Regions from separate parts of the Danio rerio genome. Here all the other regions are linked to region 2. Evidence: chromatin contacts called from public Hi-C and HiChIP or PLAC-seq data. All regions are on one chromosome and are shown on one strand. Each heading gives the region's core, a stretch centred on a gene start, on an enhancer-like site or on the middle of the called end of the contact. The rest is flanking DNA. Distances are from core to core; before and after follow the strand shown.

The links. Hi-C and Micro-C count contacts between places; a contact is called where the count stands out from the background. HiChIP or PLAC-seq counts read pairs in DNA pulled down with a chosen protein or histone mark.
Region 1: a Hi-C map of embryo shows a contact between it and region 2, with 3 times the contacts expected there. The contact joins two enhancer-like sites. A contact is called at or near these places in 5 of 18 Hi-C or Micro-C datasets (caudal fin, embryo, skeletal muscle and 1 more) and 1 of 4 datasets of contacts at active chromatin or transcription factors (caudal fin).
Region 3: an H3K4me3 HiChIP or PLAC-seq map of embryo shows a contact between it and region 2, with 6 times the contacts expected there. The contact joins the promoter of neo1a here to the enhancer-like site in region 2. A contact is called at or near these places in 4 of 18 Hi-C or Micro-C datasets (caudal fin, embryo, fibroblasts and 1 more) and 2 of 4 datasets of contacts at active chromatin or transcription factors (caudal fin and embryo).

What each region holds. Positions count from the first base shown.
Region 1 is chr7:68,647,990-68,652,225 of GRCz12tu, forward strand. LOC110439947 (a long non-coding RNA gene) reads left to right here. Exons shown (of 3, transcript XR_002459297.3): 2 at 2,042-2,340; 3 at 2,453-2,646. Among named protein-coding and RNA genes, the nearest start is that of chrna7a, 26 kb to the left of the region's middle. Within about 2 kb of position 2,207, at least 3 of the 62 cell types and tissues checked have an H3K27ac peak or open chromatin away from gene starts, as enhancers often do.
Region 2 is chr7:69,030,986-69,035,408 of GRCz12tu, forward strand. neo1a (neogenin 1a) reads left to right here. Exons shown (of 29, transcript NM_173218.2): 23 at 1,053-1,191; 24 at 1,310-1,545; 25 at 2,102-2,194. Among named protein-coding and RNA genes, the nearest start is that of rps17, 21 kb to the right of the region's middle. Within about 2 kb of position 1,981, at least 3 of the 62 cell types and tissues checked have an H3K27ac peak or open chromatin away from gene starts, as enhancers often do.
Region 3 is chr7:68,705,710-68,710,445 of GRCz12tu, forward strand. neo1a (neogenin 1a) reads left to right here and starts at 3,438. Exons shown (of 29, transcript NM_173218.2): 1 at 3,438-3,911. The coding sequence starts at 3,839.

The sequences.
Region 1 (4,236 bases), core at 957-3,456, 380 kb before region 2:
CACCATTTTGATCATTCAGGTTGCAGGTAAGAGTGTTGGATTCTGCTCACATGAACAAAGGCTGCATTTATTGCAAAAGGCTATTGGTGGGGTCACTTTGATATCCCATCAATCACAGCCGGCCCTACACTGTAATAGCTCCCTAAGCGGTCATTGCATTGTTATAAATACTTGGCTAGAGCGACCGGGCAATGCAATTACTGTGTTTAAGAGAGCCTATGGACAAGTAACAAATGCCCTTAAAACATAATTGCATTGCTAGGGGTTGCTTTCTGGTCAGGTCTGAAATTATGCCTCTTTGGATCGATTTCATTCAAACAGGCATAATTTGAATTAAGGTTGTCAGACTAGGAGACAGTTGCAGATAAAGCAGATGAAAAATTTAGTGATTTACTCTGGTCTGATTGTTGTTGGAGCTGGAAGCTATGATGTTTACCCTGGAGCAGCTTTTAAAACAAAACTTTTTTGCAGTCAAACATTAGCGATGGAAAAAGAAGGAACAAAATATTCATGCAGCTGACCTTATTGCATATCTAAGAATAAAGATTTTAAAATGGTATACATGTACACATTTATTGGCACCAACAGTTCCATGAAGAACCTTTCAACTCCCAAACATTTCATGCCAAAAAAGTTTTTTTAAAGTGGAAAAAGATCTTCATCAGACCGTTCTTCATCAGAACACAAATAATGATACTTCCGATGGTCTTTCATCCTCTATAGACAGCAAGCTTCCTTAGAAATTCAAGGTACAGAAAAGAAACCATTAACACTGTCAATTCCATATGACTTTAGTGGTGCAACTGTAATTAAACGAAGCTCCAAGAACACATTTAAGTGCCAAAAACAAAACTGTAAAACTATTTTGATTGCCTATATATATTCTTCTGCAAAAGGCTTGGTACATTTTTACTATGGTTACTACATTGTATTGCAATTAGAGTCAGCAGGCCAACATGCAAGCATCCCATTGCCCATAGTAAACAGACATAGAGGATAAGAGAGCTCTTGGATTTCATCTAAAATTTTTAATATTTTAGTAATTAATAAAATTTAAATTTTTGGGTGAACTAAGCATTTAAAAACTTTTTTTCTGGAAACTTAAATGTGACCCAGGACTACAAAACAAGTCATAACAGGTGTCAGTTTTATATTTATATATATATATATATATATATATATATATATATATATATATATATATATATATATATATATATATATATATATATATATATATATATATATATATATATATATATATATATATATATATATTGAGATTATGCATCTCATTGCCATGGAGATCTATGCATTATGAAAGTTGAATAAATAATCTTTCCATTCGTGTATGGTTTGTTAGTAAAGTACTATATTTGGTCGAGATTTATATTTAAATATCTGAGGGTGCAAAAATATCATCATTGGCTCATTCTGAAAACGTAGCCCTATATACATTTTTAGACATCGCAAATTATGTAGCCAGAATTTCGTATGGCTGCATTTCAAATACATGCTCACCCGGCAGCACTGTATTCTGCCAAAGACCAAATATACAAACATTAGGACATACAGTTTAACTTCAGACTTTTTCAAATGTTCCGAATTATGTTCAACAGAGCAAGAGAATTTTCACAATCTTCTCTATAATAATTTTTCTTCTGGAGAAAATCTTACTTGTTTTACTTTACCTAGAATAAAAGTAGTTTTTAATTTTTTTTAAAACCATTTTATGGTCAAAATTATTAGCCCTCTTAACCATATTCTTTTCTATTGTCTACAGAACAAACCATCATTATACAGTGAGTTTCCTAATTAACCTGGTTAAGACTTTAAATGTCACTTTAGGCTGAATACTAGTATCTTGACAAATATCTAAAATATTATGTACTGTCATCATGGCTAAGGTTAAAGAAATCAGTTATTAGAAATGAGTTATTAAAACTATTATGTTAAGAAACATGTTTAAAAATGCATATTGTTATTGTCTAAATAATACCACCACTAAAAGGCTGTTTTCTCTTTCATAAATGTGTTTCAGAGAGACACATTGGATGAGCAACAGGGTTCCAGCCTCCTCTTGAGGACTGGCAGCATTAGTGGAGAGGGTTCTGACCCCTGGCTGAAAGAACGAGGGCATCACCTAACAGACGCACTTCAGGTGTTGGGAAACACAGGGAGCTGAAGCGGCAGATGGGGAGGACATGACCTGAGACTGCTGGGACAGCTGGAAGCCTCACACCCCCTCCAGCCCACACACCTGTTACTTATTATGTTCAATACATCACACTTGCCCTAAGGCCCACCTTAACACAGACTCAAGTATTACTCAAGCAGTCGGTGAGTGAGCAGGATAATATTGCTGGAGTACAGGAGAATTAGTCATGAACAGGTATTGTGTTGGCTGTTGATATACTGTACCTCTTTAACTATGATATTATGTTTTTTTCAGGGCTATTTGGGTGATTTTGGCGACGCAGTTGCGCAGTATGTAGTGCTGTTATCTCACAGCAAGAAGGTTGCTGGTTCGAACCTCGGCTGGATCAGTTAGCGTTTCTGTGTGGAGTTTGCATGTTCTCCCTGCGTTCGCGTGGGTTTTCTCCGAGTGCTCCGGTTTCCCCCACAGTCCAAAGACATGTGGTACAGGTGAGTTGGTTAGGCTAAATTGTTCGTAGTGTATGTGTGTGAATGAGTGTTTATAGATGTTTCCCAGAGATGGGTTGTAGCTGGAAGGGCATCTGCTGCGTAAAACAAGTGCTGGACAAGTTGGCGGTTCATTCCGATGTGGCAACCCCGGATTATTAAAGGGACTAAGCCTAAAAGAAAATGAATGAATGAATTTGGGTGATTTCTATTATCATTAATTTTATGCAAGCTACTTCCAAACTGTTAAACATTACAGATTATTTGTTACTGTTATTTAAAAGTAACCCCTTACCATACAATGTTAATGTTTAGGAATTGTAATGTTACATTACTATGCTGTTTCTTCTGAGTTAGTTTCGCTAAAATAACTACAAAAGAAGAACTTGGAAACAATGTGTTGTGATGATTCCGAAGCCGGTTGATTTATCTGCATTGCTTTATTAATGGTACTGATATTGCAATCAGACAACAAATGGGCGATCCAAAGGCAGGTCAATAGACAGGGTGTTATGATCACCAGCTATCTAGTGGATCTAAGATGCAGATTGCTTAAGCTCTGCAAATCCGCCAGTCTATGGACCACAAGATTTAGTCATGCACCGCTCACATGCACCTGTTCCCCATTTAGTAGAATACACATGCTGGGAGCTGCTTATGAACTGATTTCAAGGACCATTTACCATTTGCTTAGTCTTGTAAGCAGTATTGTGAACGTTACGATGTGTTTTCCCTGCCTTGTTTTGCCATGTTAGACCCTTGCCTTGCTTTGTTTATGTACATTGTCTGCTGCCTGCCTTCTGACCACTCGCCTGTTATTTGACTACGACTCTGGACTCGGAACTCTGTGTACATCTGTTTGCCCCTGTGTTGACCGTTGCTTGCCTGACCATTCTTTGCATCATTCATTCATTTTCTTGTCGGCTTAGTCCTTTTATTAAACCGGGGTCGCCACAGTGGAATGAACCACCAACTTATCCAGCAAGTTTTTACGCAGCGGATGCCCTTCCAGCCGCAACCCATCTCTGGGAAACATCCACACACACATTCACACAAACACTCATACACTACTGAAAATTTAGCCTATCCAATTCATCTGTACCACATGTCTTTGGACTGTGGGGGAAACCCAGCACCCGGAGGAAACCCACGCGAAGCCAGGGAGAACATGCAAACTCCACACAGAAACGTTAACTGAGCCGAGGTTCGCACCAGCGACCCAGCAACCTTCTTGCTGTGAGGCGACAGCACTACCAACTGCGCCACTGCCTCGCCCATTTCTTTGCATCATACATCTGCATTTGTATCCGCACTTCTTTGTCAGCATCCACCTTGAATTACACAGGCAAACTTCAGGGCAGGCAGAGAACAATCACAGTCCATATAAACAAACAAGAGGTCAAAACCCAGGAGGGTCAAAACACGGGTAAAGCAAAACACTTTGGAAAAACCCTTGGTAATGACTGCAGGGCAAATCAAGACTTCACACTGAACTACACAGAACATGGGGCTTATATGGGGAGTTCAAATTAGCACCTGCTACTGCAATTAGTCCTAGGCGAAGAGGTCTATGGTAAATGGAGTCCCAATAAA
Region 2 (4,423 bases), core at 731-3,230:
AGACCTGGTATGTCAATTAATGGCATCCTATTTTTGTAACCTTCAGGTTACAGTCTGACTATCAAACCCAGGGGTCACCAATCTCAGTCTTGGAGGGCCGGTGTCCCTGCAGAGTTTAGCTCAAACTTCCTAAGACACCCTTCTGGAAGTTTCATGTAAACCTAGTCAGACCTTGATTATCTTGTTAAGGGGTGTTTGATTAGGTTTGGAGCTAAAATCTGCAGGACCTCCAGGAACAAGTTTGGTGACCCCGGGTCCAACCATTGGGCTGTAATAACAATCTAGAAATCTCTTCATAACACACCTAACCAGTTCCTTCCAACACTTGAGCAATATATCAGCAACTTATTAATACTCCAATAAACACCTTGCAACATCTCAGCAGTAACATATGATCCACCCCTATATATATATATATATATATATATATATATATATATATATATATATATATATATATATATATATATATATATATATATATTTCAACTACCCACAACTATCAACCCTTGAACAACACCTTACCAACAACGAATCAAGACCCTAGCAGTGTTTTGTAACCACCTTGCAATGCTCTAAACAAAACAAGTAGAGTCCATCCTAGCCCCACTGTTCACCAAGCAAACGCTGTAAAACTATTTTCTGTAGTCCCTGAAAATAAGTCCAATATCAAGCAACACCTTCCTTATCCTAGCAGCACTCTACCTGTGAATGAACCCAACCCTACACCTCATGAATTAAGATGAATAGCAACAACCACCAACTTGCCCCCAGCAACCATTGCATTAAACTAACAACACCTTTATACGAACATAGTAAACACTTAGCAGTGTCTTGCAATCATTTAGCACAACTGGCATTTAGCAAAACTGTTGCCATGCTTCAGCTACATATTATGACCTAGCCACATAGCAGCACTTCACCAACACCTTCTGTTTTTGTCCGAATGTTTTGACATTCAAAACTTTCATGCAAAAACTTGAAAGGCCAACATTCAAAGTTTGACTTTTCCCCCATATAAACATTCTGACCATAGATTTTCCATGTTTCAGGGAAACCAGACATGTCTGGCACTGGTGATAACCACATCCTGGTTATTGTCATCATTGTGTCCGTGGGTGCTTTTACCATCATCGTGGTGGTGGTGGGCGCCTTCCTTTGTACACGTCGTACCACAACACAACAGAAAAAGTAAGTTCCTCACAGTGTTCCAGTTCAAATCTCACATTTACGATCAGTCTTAGTCCTCAGTCCTGGCATAAATGTGTTAGCCACGAGCTTTCCTCAAACCATTTGATATGATCTCCAGGAAAAGGGCCGCCTGCAAGTCCGCCAATGGATCCCACAAGTATAAGGGCAACTCCAAAGATCTCAAACCACCAGACCTCTGGATCCACCATGAACGTTTGGAGCTAAAGCCCATAGACAAATCACCCGAACCCAATCCAGTCATGACCGACACACCAATCCCCAGGACCTCCCAAGACATCACGCCGGTGGACGGCTCCATGGATCCTATGCTCCAGAGACGCAACTCTTACCGTGGTAAGAACACTGATTTGAAGACCCCATGAAATAAATAAAGTAGTTTAACAGACCAGACCCCTCACTTTCTATAGTAAAACGCAATAAATTGGTTTTGCTGTACTATGATGCTAACATAAGGCTATTTTAGATTTAGGATTTTGATATGCCCAACCCCATCATTGGGTTTCAATAAGATCACAAGAAATGTGAAGCTAATTCATGGGATCTTTAAACCATTTCACCTACTACATCATCCATAACATCATTCCAGCTGCTGCTTCTGAAGGACGCTTCCAAGTCATGTTTACTATTGTCTGTGATTGGCATGTTTCTTGCTTAAATGGAAAGATGTGCAGCCTTGTTTCCTTTGTTTTCGTGGCATGAATGGTGAATATCCATCTGCTGCTCCCCTGTGCTACAGCTCTGATGTGTGCGTTTACACTGCCCTCTAGTTGACAAACAGTAGAATCCTACTGCAGTTCTTGGCAACTGACATTGGGAAAGCTTATATTGGGAGCCTGTTGGGTGGGTAAGTCTGTCTGAGTCTGATTGGTGGTCGCTGTCTGATTTGCAGGCCATGAATCAGAGGACAGCATGTCTACACTGGCAGGCCGTCGGGGGATGAGACCTAAAATGATGATGCCCTTTGATGCACAACCCCCTCAGCGTAAGTGTGTGATCCGGGGACCAGACACCCTCAATTTGGCCTTTTTTTCTTTTCTGTAGGACTTTCCTGAAGAACCACAGTACTGTAGAGTTTCACTCCAACCCTCATCTAACACACCTGAACAAGCGAGTTAGATTGTAAAGTCACAGTGAAATATATATATATATATATGTGTGTATGTATATATATATATATATATATATATATATTTTTTTTTTTTTTTTTAGGAGATAGTTAGTATCAGTATGTTAGTCTTAAGAATATATATAGTTTTGAGTGCTCCAAAACAGTGACAAAATTCACTTTTAGAAGATATAAACATCCTAACGGCCTAAATTATTCAATTTGATTTTGTTGACATCTCCTTATACTTCAGTTTCTCATCAAATCTCGTTACCAATCAAATGCTCTTTAGTTTCTGACATGTTCTGCCTCTTCAAAACGCTTCTCTTTTGCTTTTTTTTTTGATGCACTTATGCTCAATCACTCATTGGCAGAGCTGTGATAAAAACGAGATTTTATTGGCTGTTTTTAACAAAAGGGAGGAGCTACTTCGTGTTTCGGATGAAATTACACATCAAAGCAAAATACAAATTTCAAATCACTTCAAAGGGCCTTCAAGGATTACTAGAAAGCTACAGATAGGTGATATTTGATTAAGGTTGGATCAAAACTCTGGAGAACTGTGGTTGTCCACCCTTATGTTGTGATGTTAATCATTGTATGTTCTTTAGAGTAACCTCGAAATGGGTTCCCTGAGTTCATTATTGTAGTAGTAGTCCAAAACAATACTCTACCCAAGTACAGAAATGCAAATGGCTCTAACCTAACAATTAATCGCTTTGCAAGAGTGAATATCTCAGCTAATTCTTAAAGTCGTACATTTATAGTTGTACATCTAAATGATAACATGTACGAGTACTAGTAATGGAAAAAGTACAGACACCCTAATAATATATTACTCTAGTTGAAGTATAAAGTCCTCATTTTCAATATTACTTGAGTCAAAGCTGCAGATAAGTGTAATTTGATTGTGTTTGGATCAAACCTCTGCAGAACTGTGTTTGTCCACCCTTATGTTGGGATGTTAATCATTTAATGTTCTTTAGAGTAACCTCAAAATGGGTTCCCTGAGTCCATTATTGTAGTTGTAGTGGAAAAACATACTCTACCCAAGTACAGAAATGCAAACGGTAAATGTCACACATTTATAGTTATACATGTAAATAATAACATCCCCTTGAGTACTCGTTGTGGTACACAAATCAGGCACTGGAGTGAAAGGACAGATAATAAAACCCTAATAAAATATTACTCTAGTTGAAGTATTAAGTCCTCAATTTCAATATTACTTGTGTCAAAGTACAAAAGTATTTGATTTTTAAATACAAGTGAAAACGTGAAACTACGTTTACATGCTGAACCCCAGTTTGTAAAACCAGTGAATCGATTACCAGAGACACACTGAACTGTTCATTTAATTTTTGAATCGTTTACCAGAGACTCACTTTCAATAAGTCATTTGAATAAAGCCAGATTTATACTTCTGCATCAAGCGCACGCGTATGCTCATTGCATAGTCCTCGCCGCGGCTAACACTGATGCGCACCTCTCAAAAAATGTAACTGCACGTCACAGCAACGCATATAGCAAGCTCTGTGATTGGTCGGCTTGGACTCGGTGATGAGTGTGGGCGGTGCTGAGAGCCACAAACCTGATGGAACGAGTGTTTACAAGTGTTGAGTCCCGTGAAGCAGCTCTAGAACTCTATACTTCTGTTTTGTGTTTCCCCTAAAGTTGTTCCATGTCCGCCGGAATGAGCGAGTTTTAGCTACTTGCACATTAAGGTAGCTTTCAGAAAAAACAAAACACCCACAAAGAAAGTCGACACAGTGAACATAACCTACTACCAGCTAGCATTTCGGAAGTATTTTTGCAGAGTATGCGCAAGGTAGGCACCGTCGGTCACGGCGATCACTCAACGCAAAAGTATAAACCAACTTTTAGTGAGTCTTTTACCATAGATTGAATGGATTGTTTGACTCAGTGTGTTGTTAACTGGAGACTCACTCTAAATGAATCATTTGAATCAATTGAAGTTGTTGATTTATGTACAAATGTCAACCAATTTAACAGGTTAACTAATAAAATTCAGCTTGTTCACAAATTAAACGCAGCTATCTACTATCCACTTTATCTACTTTAAAATAACTTTTTTACTCGTAATGT
Region 3 (4,736 bases), core at 2,188-4,687, 320 kb before region 2:
CTGCATTTTTCAGTGGGAGATGAATTAGCAGATTTTGGTCACGTTTCAACATTTTGTCAGCTGTTCCGCTTTATATGTAACAACAAAAGAACATTGCCAAAAACATAATATTTAATAGTATTTTTTAGTGTTGGAAGCAGTTTAAAATAAAAATATAATAAGGTTGTAAAATTATATTTGGATGCCTGTAATAAATTATATCACAACATATGACAGAAGTGTGAGTGGAGAGTGGATTGCACAATATGACTCCCTTCTAAAGGACATCAAAACAACACTGTAAAACTCAACAGTCAACTTTATCAAATGAAATGAGTGTGGTCAACACTCAAAATTGACGAAGTTAATTCTACTCATTTGAAAAGAGTTTTAAACTTAGTGTTGAAGGTAATGAGTTAATAAAATATCTCATCACTTTAACTTAAATGGAGTAAGTTCACTACTTATATAGATTAGTTTTTAACTAAAATGGTTTGTAGCAATCGGTTTTCTCAAGCGATTTTTTTTCTATGCATTTTTAAAAAGAGCACAATTGAACAGGGAACTCCCTGGCAATATTGTTTATATCAGGGGTGCTCAATTCTGTTCTTGGAGATCTACCTTCCTACAGATTTCAGTTGCAACCCATATCAAACACACCTGCCTGTAATTATCACGTGGTGTTCAGGTCCTAATTAATTGGTTCAGGTGTGTTTGATATGGGTAGCAACTGAAATCTGCAGGAAGGTAGATCTCCAGGAACAGGATTGAGCACCCCTGGTTTATATGATTTAAAACTGCTTTAAACAAATTATTAAACTTATAGAAATTGCAGTTAGTGATACTTCATTGACATACATTTCACTTGTTGGTGATATATTTAAATGCAGATCATCAGAAATCACTCTCTAACGCCTAACAAGCTACATCTTAAATCATTAATGTTGCCAAATCTTACTATAAAAACATAAGAACAAGCAGACATTAATTCAATGCAAATCTTTGTAAGAAATAACCAAAACACAAATCTAAATATTGCAACCAGCGTTTGAGACCATGATTGCTTAAAAGACTGGTGTTGTTTATAAAAAGAGGACATGGCAACACTTCAGAGGCGTGCTCTGATGCAGCCTTCCAAACTATAATGATGCCTATTCTGACTGTAGTTTAGTTAAAGGCGCAGAAGAAAATAACTACTTTGGTCAAAACTAGCAGATATACCAAATGTTCATTCAATGCAATTTCAGAAGTCGTGTTCTGTGCACATTTAAATGAGGAAACTCACTCCCATCCCGAGTGTTGTGTGTGATCAGTTACAAAGAACTATAGTTACTGTAATTAGATTACTTTTCTGCTGAAAAAATTAAGTATTTTAACGACAAAATATCTAATTGTTCCATATAAATCAATTCGGAGAATCAGAGCAATTGTATTTTTAGTTGGAATAATTACATTTTTTAACTAAAGATCATTAAATGTGTCAGAACATTGCACAGTAAAAACTGTCTGTATATAGTGCATGAAATATAATGTGATTAATCAGAAACATCATCATTTTTATTTGCCTTTAGCTTAGTCCATGCTTTATCAGAAGACACCACATACAGTTGAAATGAACTGCCAACTACTCAGGTATATATTTTACCAGCAGATGACATTTTAGTTGCAACACAGCACTGAGAGTATAAGCATAAGAACTGGGAAACACTCACGCACTATATATGGCTAGTTTAGTTCATCCAATTTACCTAGCGCATGTCTTTGGACTGAGGGAAATTTGAGCACCCATAGGTGTTCTACGCAGACATGGGAAGAGCATGCATACTCCACACAGAAAGGCCTCCTGGTCCAGTCTGAACTCGAACAAGCAACCTTCTTGCTGTGAGGCGGCAATGCTAACCACTTAGCCACCTTGCTACATTTATTTTGGTACATATTTTGTTTAAAGTGTTAATAAAAATTTTTTAAATGTCCTGTTTAACACAAACTTAAAGAATTTTAAGAGTTTATTTTAATTGTCTATATGCATTGTGAATTACGTTAACTTTTAGTATTGAGTCAAGGAGGTAAATAGTAATTGTAATTGGAAAAAGTAATTGAAAAACAATTTTAATGAAGTAATTGGTAATTAGACTACTTTTAAAAAGTAACCTAACCAACATTAGTAATCACTCGTGAAAAATATTCCTGTTTGCATTGTATATGTGATCTTGTATGTAGGGGTGGATTTAGAGATTTAAGAGCCCTCAGCAAATTCAGCCATGGGGCCCAAGTCCTGAGGTGCTCCCCTTGTACTTATATTTAACTTTTATTTATTTTGTTTATTTTTAAATATATCACTTAACCCTTTTCTAGGTTTTATCTTAATGCATTCTCTACATTTTAAATTATTTGTTTCCTTAAAATGAATTTACAACTAAAAATAATTTTGTAAATTTGACTGCTGGACTGCTCCATGACTTGGGGTGGTGGATATTTTGTTTTATAATATTATCATTACATAACGATACATTATTATAATAAATAATATTACATTTTATCGCATATTAAATAATATTTGTGTTCAAATTTTATTAGCTTGACTCTCACTATACAAAATATGATAGAAAACGATGTTATATATTGTTTATAGATCATTTATACTTCTAGATATTTATTGGGGTCCCCCAGATTTTCTGGGACCCTAAGCGGCCACTTACCTCGCTTATTGGTTAAATTCACCCCTGCTTGTATGTTATGTGGTGAGTAAAATAGTAGCAAATTTGCACTTTGGGGTGACCCATGCAGTTTAATTTAAAACCAATAATAAAAATTATTTCTTGATTTTAGGCAGGGCAGTGGGTAGCGCTGTCACCTCACAGCAAGAAGGTTGCTGGTTTGAGCCCCGGCTGGGTCAGTTGGCATTTCTGCGTGAAATTTGTGTGTTCTCCCCGCGTTTGCCCGGGATTCCTCCAGGTGCTCCGGTTTCCCCCACAAGTTCAAAGATGTGGTATGGGTGAATTGGGTAAGCTAAATTGTTCATATTGTATATGTGTGATAATGAGAGTGTATGAGTGTCTCCCGAGGGATGGGTTACGGCTGGAAAGGCATCTACTGCGTAAAACATATGCTGGATAAGTTGGCGGTTCATTCCGCTGTGGCGACCCCAGATTAATAAAGGGATTAAGCCAAAAAGAGAACGAATGAATGAACGATTTTCTTGATTTTAGCCCCATAAATGTAAAGTTTACAATATAAGTGATTTTTATAACCACTACCGTACCCTATATATAAGAGGGTATGATAGTGGTAACAAATCACTTTTAACAATAATATAATTATAAATCTATCTAAAAAAAAAAAAAAGACTTCAAATTGTTGTCTAGAAAAAAACATTTTTAACGCCATTTCAGGCTTTTGTGGTTGCCAAGTAAGGTGAATCCCGATCTCTTTGAAATCCACTTCCGGCTTTCCCAGGTTCCGATCTGAATTCCTACTGCTCTCTTTCTCTCTCAGTGAGATCAGTGAAAAATATCTCCAACCGTCCGGACTGACTCTCTCTCTCTCTCTTCACCTTTACACATTATGTCTGCGCTGACGCCTCGCATTTCGCTACACTCCAGCTCGGCGTTGGTCTAATCTCGGAAATATGGATTGACTTTGATTTTTCTCGGTCGCCTGTTGAAGTTTCAAAGCGCATTTCTGCGACTGGTCGTGTGTCTCTGCTCAACGAGCTTCATGTTTCCTTCGGCAACTTTCGGAAGTAACTCGTTCCGGATGTGTTCACACTGTTGAACTGCTCCGTGCGCACGATCAGAGGGATTTTAAATAAGGATTGATTCCGTGGCTTTTCACACTTCTTTTATTCGTGTTTAAAGTGATGGCGGAGCGGGGAGCCCGGCTGCTCCTCTCTCTTTTCTGCCTCACGATCACAGTTTCACATGCTGAAAAAGGTAAGAATGGGATTGAAGAGCATTCAAACTTTCTGCGGCGCAGCCCGCTCCCTGTTGTTCCCAAGAGTGTGAAATATGTGTAAATATGTGCAGGAACGAGTGTGTGTGACTAACATTTTAATCTCAACTAACTTTGAAAATCAATGGTATTTATCCAGTTCATTGAACACGTACTGCTGACAGCCCCATTAATCAAAACATTACGTCTAATCCAGCCGTGGTCTTCATATTTGCTCTGAAAATCTAATTTATGGAAAATGTATGATCTGCATTAACACCTTAACATGTCCACCTGAATAGAAAATCTCATTATTATTAACAAATGAGTCACCAAACTGGCTTGATGGAAAACAGCGTAAATGATTGTTCATTTTAGGCTAATAACCTAATTTCTATTGGGCTTAAAGAGTGTTTCTTTTGCATCATACTACACATAAGAAGTTTATATTAGGATTTTAAACATTGTTGTACAGTGCAGATATGCTAGAAGTTGAATTTGTTTTTCAATGCATGCTTGAAAAAAAAAATTAAAAAGGGCATTTGGGAAGAATATGTACACTTTTTATTGGTCTTGATGCAGTTCTGCATTGAAAAGTGAAATTAAATTACTTTCATCAGCTTGAAACCTAAAAGAAAACACACCTGAGATAAAAAGTGTCTAAAGGTAATGCAGAATGCCCTCAAATTGTATATTTATACAGACTTTTAAAGCCTGCACAAAGTGTTTTCAATTTAATAAAAGAAATGATGAATTTAAGCACATTTATGAATAATAAAAACATACTCCGACATGAGAACGATTGTGATTGTTACATTTTAGTTACA